Linked DNA regions of Drosophila melanogaster: region 2 is linked to region 1. Evidence: chromatin contacts called from public Hi-C data. All regions are on one chromosome and are shown on one strand. Each heading gives the region's core, a stretch centred on a gene start, on an enhancer-like site or on the middle of the called end of the contact. The rest is flanking DNA. Distances are from core to core; before and after follow the strand shown.

Evidence for each region. Hi-C and Micro-C count contacts between places; a contact is called where the count stands out from the background.
Region 2: a contact with region 1 is called in a Hi-C map of the Kc167 cell line, with 2.6 times the contacts expected there. The contact joins the promoter of Rich here to the promoter of TfAP-2 in region 1. A contact is called at or near these places in 2 of 107 Hi-C or Micro-C datasets (the Kc167 cell line and ovary) and 1 of 6 datasets of contacts at active chromatin or transcription factors (the Kc167 cell line).

What each region holds. Positions count from the first base shown.
Region 1 is chr3L:21,585,538-21,588,434 of dm6, reverse strand. TfAP-2 (Transcription factor AP-2) reads right to left here and starts at 1,607. Exons shown (of 8, transcript NM_001275251.1): 1 at 1,539-1,607. The coding sequence starts at 1,577.
Region 2 is chr3L:22,261,379-22,264,192 of dm6, reverse strand. It overlaps Rich (RIC1 homolog), which reads left to right and starts at 1,272. Exons shown (of 3, transcript NM_141128.3): 1 at 1,272-1,439; 2 at 1,497-2,814. The coding sequence starts at 1,515. It overlaps Ddx1 (Dead-box-1), which reads right to left and starts at 824. Exons shown (of 4, transcript NM_079488.4): 1 at 695-824; 2 at 589-640; 3 at 1-535. The coding sequence starts at 710.

The sequences.
Region 1 (2,897 bases), core at 358-2,857:
TTACAATCTGAGATATGGAGTCGCCTTCAAAGGGGATATAAAAATGTACATTTGACTGGGCTTTAAATATTAAAAATCCATGACTTTGTTAAACTAGAATGCATATCGAAACAAGTAAGATCACTTTCAGTCCAAAAACGTTATCCACTTATATCATAGGGAAGATGTAGTAAGCAACCCCTTCTTGCGAAGTTTTTTAGTGTCATGTCTCATTACCATTGCGAACTCTTTTTAGGGGCACAATTGCTTTAGCATATTTGCATGTTCGGTGCTTGATTAATTTTTGCAGAAACGACGAGCGGCTTATTCAGGACCGACCCACCGCACTCATAAAGTAATCAGGTCCACCAACTGTCGGGGATTTGTCACCCCCATTAAAGAGCGTTTGATGTATTATTCGGTTCATTTGGTCGACAGGTCTGCGCAAACAGTTGCTGCCATTTGAGCCGCGCCAACGCTGCCAGTAACAACATCACCACCAACCGCCCACCACAGAAAGAAGCGGACTGCCGGTGACAGGGACTAAGTCGTCCTGCACACAGAACTACTCCTCAAACAGGATCAGATCAGACATAAACGACCACTGGACGGCGGAGCACACGACCCGCAGCCCCAGTCGCAGCAATTCAATTTGTGGCAAGCGGAACTTGTCAAAGGATATTGGGAAGGACTAAATATGCCCATGCCACATATGACAAACTAACCCCTTGGAAAAGAACCATTTAAATGATCTCGGCATAGTTTAACATTTACAATATACGGATGATTATTGAACAAATGAGCAATTCACACGTTAAAGAAGTTTTTTAAATACTTAAGCATTTGTATGTTATAATTACTAGCAAACATTAAAATATTCCACATGAAATGGAATCAATGAAAGAAACCAAGACTTTCTCTCTTTTCTTAAAGCTCTTTAAAATTTTATGGTTAAAAACGAAAACACTGAATATCAGTTAACCGTCGGATAAACCTTCGCACTTTTTTGCGTACGTCAATAAAGTTTTCATTACAAATTTAGATTTGGCAGAGTCAAATTTACCATGTATGATTCGATTGTCTGCTGTCTGAGTTATGAAGTTCCATTTCGAGTAATAATATTATTTCGGCTTGCCAAGCAGCGAAATTAACAAATTCATCCCCTCTTTTGAAAAGCATTTATTGTAAATGAAAACATCCATATTTTACGGCATCTAACCACTTTTTATCTTCGTTACATAATCTGCTCTTGAAAACATTTAACTTTAGAAATGGGATTGAAAGTTCTATTGAGTCAAGGGTAAGGATGATTACTTTTTTCAGAATCAAGAAAAAGACTTCTTTCGGATAAAGTACATTGAAAAGGTAAAAACTGGAAGTAGCAGTTGCACTGGTAGACTCGCTTATTAAAACCGTATTAAATTGGGCTAAACTTTGTATTTGTCACAAACTCGACCTGATTTTGTAATCTGAATATTTCGGAGCAGATAGGCCCAGCCTACTTATAGTAAACACAAATTATGCTAATTCGCGAAGGAGGAGGAGCAATGGGGACATACCTGCCAGGCACTTGCGTCCAAGGTAGCCAGAAATGACATATCCAACTCCTACGGAAATAGACGAAAAGTTGGTTAAAGCAATTTGCCAATTTGGGCCCAGTGGCAGCTGTTGTCCGACCGACCTTCCGTCGGAAGTTGTTTGTAAAATCCAGAATGATGACAGCTTTCGCAGTTGGCCACCGAGTGCAAATTTATGTTAATCGACCTAGGATGTCTCCGCGCGGGTATGCAGATACTCCGAGTGGAAACGGACACCGAACTTTACTTTAAGCGGACTGGCACTCGTAGTAAGGAATCACGTGCGGATGCCGGCGGAACTTGAGACCCAAACACGGTTATTTAGTTACGGGGTAACTCGGTAAAGGAACACGGCCTGAACTTGGACTTGAAATCCGCCCAGTGAATTTCCGCTCCGGTTTCCTGCACTCGCACTTGTGCCAGAGGTTCCAGCTGCGGATCGGCACTGGAGGAGCTGCAGTAGCGCCGTCGTCGTCGTCTGAGCCAACTTCCGTATCTCCTTTGTGGTTTTCGGCCAAAGGATTCCCCAGCCCAGCTTACACTCCGCTCCGCTCCACTCCGCTCAGTTCCGTGCGAACGAAGACCCAGCCGTTGGCTATGTACTGTTCCACCCGGGGGTGTATGCATGCAGCTTCTGTTGGTCATGTGCCACCCAAATCCCAGCACCATCTCCCACCTCCACCTTCCACCTCCCGCCTCCCAGATCCCATCCCCATCCCCATCCTTAGTCGCAGTCACAGCCCCCCGAAAGTCCTGCCAAGATAGCGCGCAGCAATGGCTGTATGTGGGCCTTGAGCCTCCTCCCTCCGTCGCAATTCCACATACAGCTTCTGTACATGGACGGATACGGATACGTATGTACGGACTCGTGGGCACCTGTACATACGCACTGCGACTCCCTGGACGCGTGTACATGCGTACATCTGAGATTCGGGTGGACTCCTTCTATATGCGGACAATAGCTCCCGAGGAAATGGAACTTAGCAAAGTCGGCAACGGCAACGGACACGGCTCATGTAGAGTGATAAGTGCATAATTACACATAGCCCCGCACACCCTGATGAGTCTACATGTAGATACATAAATATTTATGTGCCGCATGGCCAGTACATAATACACAGCTTGATTTAATATTTGTCTCGCCCACTCCCCGAATTTCGTTGCCCACGGCCGGAGGCATTATGTGTGTGCCTATGTACTGCACTGGGAAAAAGAGGGACTTACTTAAGTCGAAGCAGCAAGGCACGGTTGAAAAAGATTTTTTAAGTTGCAGATTACACATAGAAACTGATTACAGAAACTTTCAACCCATTCACATAAAAATTTCAAAATTTTTGAAAC
Region 2 (2,814 bases), core at 23-2,522, 680 kb before region 1:
TTCCTGGTTTTTCAAATCGAGCAGGCAGCCGATGACATCTGCCTTGCCGAATGCCTCACCGTAGTCATCAAACTGGCGGTTGTTGGACTTCTTGCCGGTGCCGCCGAATCCAAAGCCCATGCGACAGGTGCCCAAATCGAGGTTTGCCTGCTGTGTAGACCAGCCCACACGACACAGTCCCTCGTCCGTTACCGTGGCCTCAAAGTAGAACTTGCCCTTTCCGCGAACGCCAGTGGTGGCCCGACACCCGTGCCACTCCTTGAACTCCCGCGACTGGCAACGCAGACCATCAGGAGTGACGGCAAGCGCGTTTCCTCGGTCGAAGAAGGACATGGTCCACGGAGTCACAGCTCCTCCAATTGCACCGCCCTTGCCAGCCTTCCCCTCCTCCAGATCACGCAAGGTCTCCCACACGATTTGCAGAATGGGGAGGCAGAAGGCACCCGTTTTTCCGGAACCAGTTTCGGCGGCCATCAGTACATCGCCGCCACCCAGGATCAGAGGAATGGCCTCAGCCTGGACATCGGTGGGCAGGCTGAAAATTCATAAATGTGAAGGCAATAGGCAGACAGAACTGTTTTTTCTTACGTCCAGTCCAATTCGTCTGTGGCCATTCCCAGCTCCGGAAGCACGCCAAACTCTGCGAGGCAAGTCAAATAAGCAATGCACACCTTAAATATTAATTTTCACTTACCTTCGAATGCAGTCATTTTGAGAATACTTCACAAATCTCCTTTTTGTTCTGCCTCTCGAAAGCCGGTTGATTTATTTAGTTCGAGATGCGTTGAATTAGTTCGAATTGACAGTGGTTGTTGGTGAACTAGATCGCGGACTCGAAATTCGGGAACTTTTTAGTGTTGTAAGCTTGCGCAGGTCAATGAATTGAAGTATTTAATAACTTTATTTTGAATGAAGGGTTTGAACATAAAAAATATCTTCGGGAATTCCTTTTTAACAACACTCATTAGTTGTTGGTAACTTTACTTGACTATACTGGAATAGGATAAATGCCAATGTTACTTGACTTTATGAGATAAAACTATGAAGGGTAGAACATTTAGTTCGTGATCTAATCATAATGTATTTATTTAATTATTGTTTAAAAGATGAATTTAAAACGATAAGAAGGCTCGTATAGCCGAAAATAGAAGTAACCCAAAATGCATTCACTTGTCGATTTTTTAAGAAACAGCTGATGGGTGCAGAAAAGCTAGCCTGACATCACTGTTGCCTTCTTAAAATCAGTGGTGCGAAACGGCGATTGGCAAACAGCTGTGATTTTGGAACGCTGGCCAACACTCATATTTGTATACGCGTAAAATCGCTCAGATTTTTTGTTGTGCTGTGGAATGTTGTCTAAAAGTGCTAATTGATCGGGGCAGATCATGTAAAACTGGGCGTAACCCACATAAGCTAAATGCACCCGCACCAGACCGCAGGTTGAATTCGTTTTTCCGCACTCCCGCTCTTGCTAATGAACTTTTCCGTTTGCGCAGTAACTTTTCACACGGAGGATGTACTATCCAGTGGGCTGGCCCAAGCGGGTGGGCCTGGCGCTGCCCGGCGAGAGCGCCAGCATCCGGCACATCTGCTGCGACGCGGTGAAAATACTTGTGGCCGCCGTGGGCGACGACTTTCTGGGCATCTGGTACGCGAATCCACTCATTCCCATTGCTTATTTCCGGCGGACGGAGGACTCCCTTCGCCAGTACGGGGCCAACCAGCTGATCGTGTGGAAGCCGGACTCTCGGCAGCTTGCCCTGCTTACCGCGTCCGGCTCCCTGTTGTTGTACCAACTGGACTTCGAAGCCAACGGCATGGGAATCCTGCAGCAGATAGATCCGCCCGCCGCGAGCCTCAAACGCGACTCCGCCGAGCTGTTTATCAAGGAAAACATACCCCGGCTGAGCCTTCGCGAACTGTGTAGCGTCACCTTGGGCTCCGTCATCACCACTGTGTGCTGCATTAGCCTCAGCGAATTACTCTTGGCCACCCAGTCCTGCGAACTGCTGCGTCTGCAGTGGACCGAACTGGAGCACGCAGAGAACGACCTAGAGTTGCCAGCCCTATCTTCAATTAAGCTGCGCGACATTCCCTTCTACGTCCAGCAGCAGCCTCAGCAGTCCGCGCGCAATGTGCCGCCCTTGAACAGGGACTCGTACGTAGCTTCTCTGGAATACTCGCCGTTCATCGGTGGCTGTGCAGCCGTCTTCAGTGACCGACGAGCCGCCTTCCTGATTGCCAACCATCTAAGATTTGAGACCGATCACATGCACGGCTTCTGGGTGCCGGATGTTGAGGATGCGAGTGTCTGCAGTGTCAATCACAAATTTCGACTGTTGGCATATGGTCAAGAGAGCTCGGCGGTGAAGGTGTACGCAATTGATGATGCCACCGGGGGACTAGAGTTTTCTCATCGACTTATCCTCACGGAAAACATACTCCCAGACAGCCTGGGTTCAGTAAACGAGCTAAAGTGGAGCCCTGACGGCTGCGTCCTTGCTGTGAGTTGGACAAATGGAGGCTTGTCCCTATGGAGCACATTCGGAGCATTGTTAATGTCTACTCTGAGCTGGGATTTCGGCCTTAACGTAGATTTGGTTTGTCAAAATCCACTCAAGATCCGTCGGCTCGAATGGTCAACCGAGGGTTATCAGCTTTTTATGCTAAAACTGCATCCGGAAAAAGACAAAAGTAATGTGCTTCAGCTGCAGTTTGTGAAGAGCGCTCTGAGTATGAATCCCTGCATGACGACTAGTCCGCACATCCTGCTGCAGGGTGACGACTGCCTGTACCTTAACCAGGGCAATAATC